Regions from separate parts of the Mus musculus genome. Here region 2 is linked to region 1. The links are chromatin contacts, called in public Hi-C maps. All regions are on one chromosome and are shown on one strand. Each heading gives the region's core, a stretch centred on a gene start, on an enhancer-like site or on the middle of the called end of the contact. The rest is flanking DNA. Distances are from core to core; before and after follow the strand shown. Region 1 overlaps Csmd1 (CUB and Sushi multiple domains 1). Region 2 overlaps Csmd1 (CUB and Sushi multiple domains 1).

What was found. A called contact is a pair of places that touch in the nucleus more often than the background predicts.
Region 2: a Hi-C map of the N1E-115 cell line shows a contact between it and region 1, with 5 times the contacts expected there. The contact joins two enhancer-like sites. A contact is called at or near these places in 8 of 484 Hi-C or Micro-C datasets (the N1E-115 cell line, cerebral cortex, embryonic stem cells and 5 more) and 2 of 115 datasets of contacts at active chromatin or transcription factors (both in astrocytes).

Annotation. Positions count from the first base shown.
Region 1 is chr8:16,113,183-16,117,482 of GRCm38.p6, reverse strand. All of the region lies in intron 26 of Csmd1 (CUB and Sushi multiple domains 1), which reads left to right. Among named protein-coding and RNA genes, the nearest start is that of Mir3106, 54 kb to the left of the region's middle. Within about 2 kb of position 2,547, at least 47 of the 459 cell types and tissues checked have an H3K27ac peak or open chromatin away from gene starts, as enhancers often do. A contact at or near this core is called in the N1E-115 cell line, where this site is marked.
Region 2 is chr8:16,319,685-16,323,954 of GRCm38.p6, reverse strand. The region is part of intron 10 of Csmd1 (CUB and Sushi multiple domains 1); the gene reads left to right. Among named protein-coding and RNA genes, the nearest start is that of Gm16347, 110 kb to the left of the region's middle. Within about 2 kb of position 1,359, at least 3 of the 459 cell types and tissues checked have an H3K27ac peak or open chromatin away from gene starts, as enhancers often do. A contact at or near this core is called in the N1E-115 cell line, where this site is marked.

The DNA.
Region 1 (4,300 bases), core at 1,298-3,797:
TGTACACGCGAGGGTTCATCACATGCAGACAGAAGCCTGCTTAGGTTAGAAGAGGGCATCAGATCTTCTGGAACTGAAGTTCCAGGTGGTTATGAGAGCTAGTGTGGGTGCAAGAAAACAAACCTGGGTCCTCTGAAAGAGCAGTAAACAGTCTTCACCTCTGGATGTCCAGTGACAGCTATGATGTACCAAGTCACATGGCCTCTGGACTAGACATGCTCACCATGTGCATTGAGTAGTGGAGACAATGTCACTGGTATTCTTGATCCTAATTCTGAGGGATGCTGATGTCTGAGCTGTGCTTCTTTTAATTGACAGTGTTTATGTCAAATGAGAGGTGAGTAGTGTTGCTTTAAAGTCCACCTACTTTTGTTTCTACCTGTTACCCTGTGGTTCCCAGTCTTCTTGTCGCATGCAACCTGCAAGACTTCCCCAGTTTATATCCTTGTCAAGTAGTCTCCTAACCTGCAGAAACTTGATGCTGAGGTCTTCCCTGCATGGGACACTCTACTGCACTTATGTCATTGTCCATGTATGTCCCTGCCTTGTCCCTCCATTTCAATCATTCACAGAGTCCCTTCTCTCACCTGCCCTGGAGATATGCATGTCTTCTCATGTGAGGAACTGTGTGGGGCCAGCTGCTCTCTTTATTCATATTGTCATGGAGTTAGTACCTTCCTCACCTAGCTTAGACAAAGATACACAGGAGGTGGAGCTATAGTCTGTTCTGCTTTGTCAGCTTGTAAGATGCCAATTACTTAACTTTGCTTGGGCATCTGCAGATATCTTTAAAAGAGAACAGCGCCCACTCTGGAGACTCTCCATGCCAATGGCCTGAATTTCCAACAAGGCTAATATCCTGGTCCATGTTACACAGCTACCTTAGCCCAGTCCCCATCAGAAAGAAGATCAGTTCATGGTACTAACCCAGATCACACTGAGTTTGGCTTCAGGAAAGGTTTTTCTTGTTTGTTTGTTTGTTTGTTTGTTTGTTTGTTTTTGTTGTTGTTGTTGTTGTTTATCTCAGAGTACAAATCAAACCAAGCTAATTCTGCATGGGAGAGCCTCCAGGTTGCCAGTTATGGTAGAATGTGACCCCCCACCGAGAAGAGATTCTAAGTCGGCTATATGTTCAAGTGGTGAACCCAAGTTCTCTCCTTTTCTGTCCTTACTCACACTCCATGTCCTGTTTCCAGGCTTTCAGCCCTGCACGGTACCGTCTATGGGACTTCTTGTTCCCCTACCACCCAGTCCCTTCTGCCTGCTAGGGTGTTTACTTCCAAGTTGCACATAACTAGCACTCCTATGGGGAAACCTCAGAGCGGTGGGAAACTGCTTTGTTATGAATGGCATCCTTCTCCTTCAGACAGTCTTGATGATTATTCCTACAAATGTGTTGATTGGTCCTTCTGTTCAGAGGATATTGACCTGGTTGATACCTAGACACCCATATTTACCACCTGCCTCCTGATGTCACCTGACACCTGATGGCATTTTGTCTTCACTTTTTCATCCAACACATGGCCTTGGGCTAACTTCTCCTCATTCATTACTTTTCAGCTATTGCTTCTGATGATTCTATGGTTTTTTTCAAAGAGGGTGTTTGTTCTAAAAGTTACAGTTCTTAGCAAGCTCTGATTTCCCAGGAATCCTCCCTTAATGAGACAAATGTAGACTTGCAACTTAAAGGGGCTTGAAGACATTTCCCCCAGATCCATGCACATTTCTTATTCAAATGGTTAAAAATCACTGGGGATATAGGAATGGGTGATGTATTGGGTAACATGAGACATACACATACTAGTAGTTTCTCACTAGTTGCAAAGAAAATAGAATGTGTGTGTGTGTGTGTGTGTGTGTGTGTGTGTGTGTACAACTTAGTAGCATTGCAGTATACACATAACTATAAGTATAATAAAACCCACTTGCATTTACTATGAACTGTGTAAGAGCAGAGAAATCTCAGATGTAGATGCACACTGCTCATAGTTATGTAATCTTCCGACTAGGCAAAATGAGCCCACTCTTTGTGGCTGGGCATGGCTCCATTTGCGGCAGCCTGTAACCTCAAGAAGGTATACCAGATTCCATTAGCATCTGTCTCCTAGTTAATTAGGCTAAATTAGGACTTAACACTCTTTTTACTGCTGCACAGTTTTAGCAAGCCTGCCCACAAAGGTGAGGACACAAAGGCACTTTGATGTGTTTCCTCCAAACACTGGATTGTGATTACTTATTCTCAGCTCTGGAGGCACGCTGACTCCAGGGAAGCATTTTGTGATAAACGATTCAGTCTGCGGTTCTCAAATTAGATTTCCCCCTCTCTTTGGCCTCCTGCTTCACAACACTCAATTCAAACAGACAACGGAGCGATTCTCCTGATGCTTGCTTGGCAGGACAGCCACAATCCCGCAGTTTTGACTAAGAAGCAGGAGGAGCAGTAAACGCCTGAATAGCATGTTGCTGTGCCAGGGTTGCTGGGCTGGTGGAGATTTGCATGCTGCTAGCAGCTAAGGTGATGGACCTCCTGACATTGTGAAGCAAGCACCTGTTTCCAGTGACACATAGGCAGGTTTCAGGATGCTTAATGGAAGCCATTAATGATTTCCCCACCTCTAGTCCACCTCTGTCAATAAAAGCACTGTTATTGCTTGCAGCAGCGAGGAAGCCGAGAATCAATTTAGCTATAATAAGAGACATGAATAAATGTTTTCAAGAGGGTCTTTGCATAGGAGCTAACATTTTCAATTGTTTTGATTTTATTTGTTATAAGGAAACTTAATCTAAAAAAAATTGAACAAAGGACCTTGTAGTTCATGAATATGGAAATCTAATTTGAGGGCATTTAAAAGTTTAATTCCTATTGAACACAAAGCATTTAAAAATATGTTTAAATCGCATACAGATTTTAAACACCAAAAAACAAAGATATTTAACTTTCTAAAAGTTCTCTTTTTTTAAATTTTTGATGTGATAAAATGAAAATTACTAATTAGTATTTTGTCTCTGCATATTTATAGCTGCCCTTTTGTGAGATGCTTGCTTGAGTTTATAATGAGTATGGACTGGAAGCAATGCACAATGATTCATATCTGTGAACATGGCCTGGAGAAACCCATTCAAAAATACCAGCTGATAATTGCTTGTGTCCCCATGTTTGATATGATCTCATTTGATCAGCCACATTGTATCCTATGGAGAAGACACAACTGGATTTATTTCCAAGAAGAGAAAGATAGTGACACACATGCTGAACTCTGATATATTCCCTTTCCATGGCTTATTGTAAGTGTAGTGTTTGAGATAAATAAAGAGCGAATGTTACAATGTATAAATGATGGCATTAGAATGTAACTATGAAACATGGTTAAATAAGAGGAAGATTATAAGGACAGTTACAAAAGGTTAAATGACAGCTGGATTCCAAAGTAAAAACAGCTGTATATGTGTGGTGTGAGTACAGGGAGGGGAGTGAGAGAGCCTAGATTAACAGCTATATCAGCAACCTTCTGGAGCAGTGTGTTCTCTTTTAATTATCTTGAAACTTTTTCACAGGATTCCTACTGGGTTCTTGCTTTTAATGAAATTTATATGACTGTACTATGAAATCAAAGTGTTTGATTTATTACTTGAAAATTTTTAGTTACAAAATGTGATATACTTATCTGTATGGTAGATATACCGTACAGCATATTTTCATCAACAATAAGTACATATCAATAGGCAAGACCACAGAAGCAAAGTCACAGAGTTAGAGCAATGGCTGAGCCACCAAGAACCTTTGCTGTTCTCACTGAGGACTAGAGTTCAGATCCAAGCATCTATACAGGGGCAGCTCACACAATCTGTAACTCCAGCTCTAAAAGATCCAATACCCTTTTTTTTTTTTTTTGCTTCTGTGGATACCCAAAAACTTCCCTCAACCCCCTCAGAGAGAGAGAGAGAGAGAGAGAGAGAGAGAGAGAACTAAAACCCCAAACCCATACATATATACCCATACCCACCCATACCCTCACATACATACATGCATGCATACATACATACATACATACATACATACATACAAATAAAAACAATTCTTAGAACAAACAGAAACAATATAATTTACCATGTAGAAGTATCAGCCTAAGTATCTGGGTAAGGACATGTTCTAAGTATGCCTAGCACTATTTGTACCAGCGTCTCTGTCCCTGTCTACACATGTATCTTAATACTTCCCTTTCTTCTCACAAGCTAAACACCTTCCTGTTCTAGGATGTTGTATACATCTGTCTAGGGAATCATTGTCCTTTTACTTATT
Region 2 (4,270 bases), core at 110-2,609, 210 kb before region 1:
GTTATAAGTTAGTAGGCTGAAGAGTAGATCTCAGAGATGACAGTTATGTTGGGCAAATAAAAGTTACTTTTACAGGTCTCATCAACCTGTTCTTACCAGCAAAGTGATAGGAGGATTGAAGAAGGGGGACATCTGACTTAGGTCTGTTCTTCCTTTGCTTCCTTTGCACACAAGCTTAGCCCAGTATTTAATCTCCAAATTCTCTCATCTGTAGAATCCACATTCCACATAATGCAGCTTCAATACTGAAGATATGTGAAGTTACTTTGGAAGAACTGCCAGTTGATATCAAAGTTCTAGAGGAATCCTTACCAGTAAAAAAAAAAGTTTGAGCTGTTCAACTAATTGAGTCTTCATAAACAATAAGATGCTATGATGAAGTCCTTCACAAACACATTTTTATAGGCATATTTGTTACACTGCAGTTGGTGGTATTAAACATATATCCAAGCATATAGAGAATTTAATACATACATTTGACACTTCTCTTGTTTAAATTGGTGCAGTATTTACATCTAATCTAAGAGGATCTTGCCAGAATTGGTGTGTGTGTGTAAGAGAGAGGAGAGAGAGAGAGAGAGAAGAGAGGAGAGAGAGAGGAGAGAGAGAGGAGAGAGAGAAGAGAGAGAGGAGAGAGAGAGGGGAGAGAGAGGAGAGAGAGGAGGGAGAGAGAGAAGAGAGAGAGGAGAGAGAGAAAAGAGAGAGAGAGAAGAGAGAGAGAAGAGAGAGAGGAGAGAGAGGGGGGAGAGAGAGAGAAAGAGAGAGAGGAGAAGAGGAGGGAGAGACAGAGACAGAGACAGAGACATAGGTACCTCCTTGAGGTATGTGAATGTGGAGACCAGAGGACAACATCGCATTCTTCATCCTTTTGTTAAGTCAGGCTCTCTCTGACTCCCTGAACCTGAAGCTCATCCATTTGGCTATGCTGACTGGCCAATCAACTGTAGGGGTTATATACACAATCTGCTGTACCTAGTTTTTGATGTGACTTTGAGGATCTGAACTCATATCCTCATGCTTGTGTGACAGACCCTTTACTGACATGCCGTCTCCCCAGCTTCCTTCTCTGGCGAACTTTAAATGATCTTTAGATTGCTTATAACATCTGCACTGCATTGATGGCAGGCTAATAGCAATAAAAACAGCCTTAAATTCTGCACAGATGCAACTGCCACAGGCCTAACTGCACAGTGCCCACACTTGGTTGAATGGATAGATGCAAAATTCTCAGCTTTCAGGACTGAGTGTATCCGGAATAAAGATGGAAACATTTTTGTATTTGCGGTCTCAGTGTGATAGATATCAGCCTCTGAGGCATTAAACCTAAGGTGACACAGGGCACGGTAAGGCACTTGCTCATCACTTTCAATTTTTGCCACATGTGTGGTTCTCAAATGAGCCTGCTTTCCTGAGGGAAAGGATGGGTTATGGCAAGAACCACAAGATCGAGGAAGTGGAGGAAGTGGAAGGCCAGCTTGTGTACAAAACAAGAAGGAGGGAGACCCCATGAGGACACCCTTCTGGCACGTTCCCCTTCTCTACCCCATAAACACACACAGTCAGAACAAAAGACTTATGCTAACAGAGAAGTGACCTGGAGCCCAACAAAGGTCACCATGCAGAATCATCTTCATCAATCTACAAACTAGTTACTGCCCTTACAGCTGGGCACACCCTGGCTCTCGGATCCCCTAGCTGTCTAGCCAGCCCTTAATAAGATTAATTATAAAGCATGCACATTTCTGACAAGCATTCTGAGTGTGACTGCTGCGGCTCATTCTTATTTTCATTGATAAAAGTAAAACATCAGGAGAGAATAAACGAAACAAACATTTGTTACCTCAATACTGGGTATAAAAATTTATTTGGGGTGGGCGTGTGTGTGTGTGTGTGTGTGTGTGTGAGAGAGAGAGAGAGAGAGAGAGAGAGAGAGAGAGAGAGAGAGAGAGAGACAGAGAGAGAAAGAGACAGAGAGAGAAAGAGACAGAGAGACACAGAGACAGAGAGACACAGAGAAAGAGACAGAGACAGAGACAGAGAGACAGAGACTGTGACTAAGGGGACATTGCTTTCCCTTGCATTTTGTCCTGATTCCCCAGCTATTGTAAGCGATTTGCCACCCAGGAAAGTTTACACTCAGAATATTAAAACTGTGAATATTCAGGAAGATTCCTTGGGAGTGTAAAGGAAATTCATATTGATGTATTTTGCAAAGCTAACTTCATTTCTTGTTCCATTGAGATCTTCTGCTGCTTGGAAGCATGTGTGGTTGATGAGCTGGCAATTTTCCAAAGCACACTCTGTGCTTTTGACCCATGGCGACCTAAGCCAGAGTGTGTCTGCTCTGGCTCCATCATAACAGCAGCAGGGCTTAGAAGATGGTTAAAGATTCCTGAAGCAAAAATCCTTATCTATAGAACAAGGGCCTGAATGATGTTTCCCTCTCTCTTAGTTAGGGTTGCCTTTGCTGTAAAGAGCCATCGTGACCAAGGCACTCTTAAAAAAGAATACATTAGCTGAGCGGTGGTGGCACACACCTTTAATCCCAGCACTTGGGAGGCAGAAGCAGGTGGATTTCTGAGTTCGAGGCCAGCCTGGTCTATGGAGTAAGTTCCAGGAGAGCCAGGACTACATAGAGAAACTCTGTCTCAAACAAATCAAAACATAAATAAATAAATAAATAAATAAACCAAACCAAACCAAAAAAAAAAAAAAAGAATAGATTTAATTGGGGCTGGATTATAGTTTCAGAGGTTCAGTCCATTATTGTCACAGTGGGAAGCATGGTGGCATGCAGGCAGACATGAGCTGGAGGAGAGAAATAGTCTACACATTGATTCGAAGGCATCCAGAAGGAAACTAAAACTATACACCAGGAAGAGCTTGAGCATAGAGACCTCAAACCTCACCCCCACAGTGACACACTTCCTCCAGCTAGGTCACACCTAATCCAAAAGACCACGCCTCATAACAGTGTCACTCCTTATGGGCCAAGCATTCAAACACATGAACCTAAGGGGCCAAACCTATTCAAAGCACCACACCCCCTTATTTTGTTTTTTCTAAATCTGTGATTTCTACATTGGGCTCTACAGTTTCCATTCTTCCCTTCAGTTAACTAAACAAGTCAATTAACTGAAAGGGTCAGGGTATGGCTCAGTGGGTAAGATCACTTGCTATACAAGCGTTAGGACTTGCGTTCAAATCCCTGATGTCCATGGAAAAATCAAGGTGATGTCACATACACTTATGACTTCATCCTTTAGAGGGGGACAGAGGCAGGAGATTGTAGGAACTAAAGTCTAGCTTCAGGTTCAGTGAGAAACGATTTCAAAGTTAGTGAAGAACATCTGATGTCATCCTCTGACTTCTGCATGCACATACAGGAGCATAGACCTGCTCCCCACAGATATGTAGATATGACACATAAAGTTATTACATGCACACACACACATACACACACACACATGCACACACATCAATTAAGAAACAGTTATCCTCTCTGGAACTAATTTGGTATAACTGCATGATCATTTATGAGTATAGGATACATACAAGCTACACTACAGCTTTGCATTCTTATATTATTGCCAGAAATTATAAAATATTGAAATATAAAAAATAGTAATCTGTACGACAATAATATATTTATTGATCTGAGTGCTGTGATTTGAACAGCAAACTCAATCAACAGCTCAAGAAGCAACTGAGGTACTTTAATATTTCAATGAAATAATGATAAGTCTAGTTTTCTAAGATATTGATATGTTTTATGAGGGTGTAAGTCACATCTTTCAATCAAATAAGCCTCATTCAAAAGCCCCTTTTGTGGAGGGAATATTTGGAAAGCCTGAAGATCTGTCAGGGTAAAAGGACATTGAGTGCCAAACCTTTCTCTGACATGCAATTACCTAAGTTGTATACTATTTATCACTTTGTAGATAAATGCAAATAAGATGCACATGTATAATATGCACAGTATTAAAACTTTAATTATTCAGGATTCTTGTATTTATATAGATAGCTGGTTCCAGAAATAAGCTTATCCAGGTGTGTTCTGTCCATCAAATTTCATCTTTGGGGAGGGGAAATAGTTACAACCATGTTCATCCCTTATTGTGGTACCCTAGCTTTCTAAACCACACCAGTCATTTCATTTCCAGTTAGACAGCCAAATATTTAATCACTGTGTGTTAATTTGAAGTTCAGAATTCACAGTCTATGCTATGTGCAGCTTACTGACTTGAAGCTCTCTGTCCAGTAAACCTTA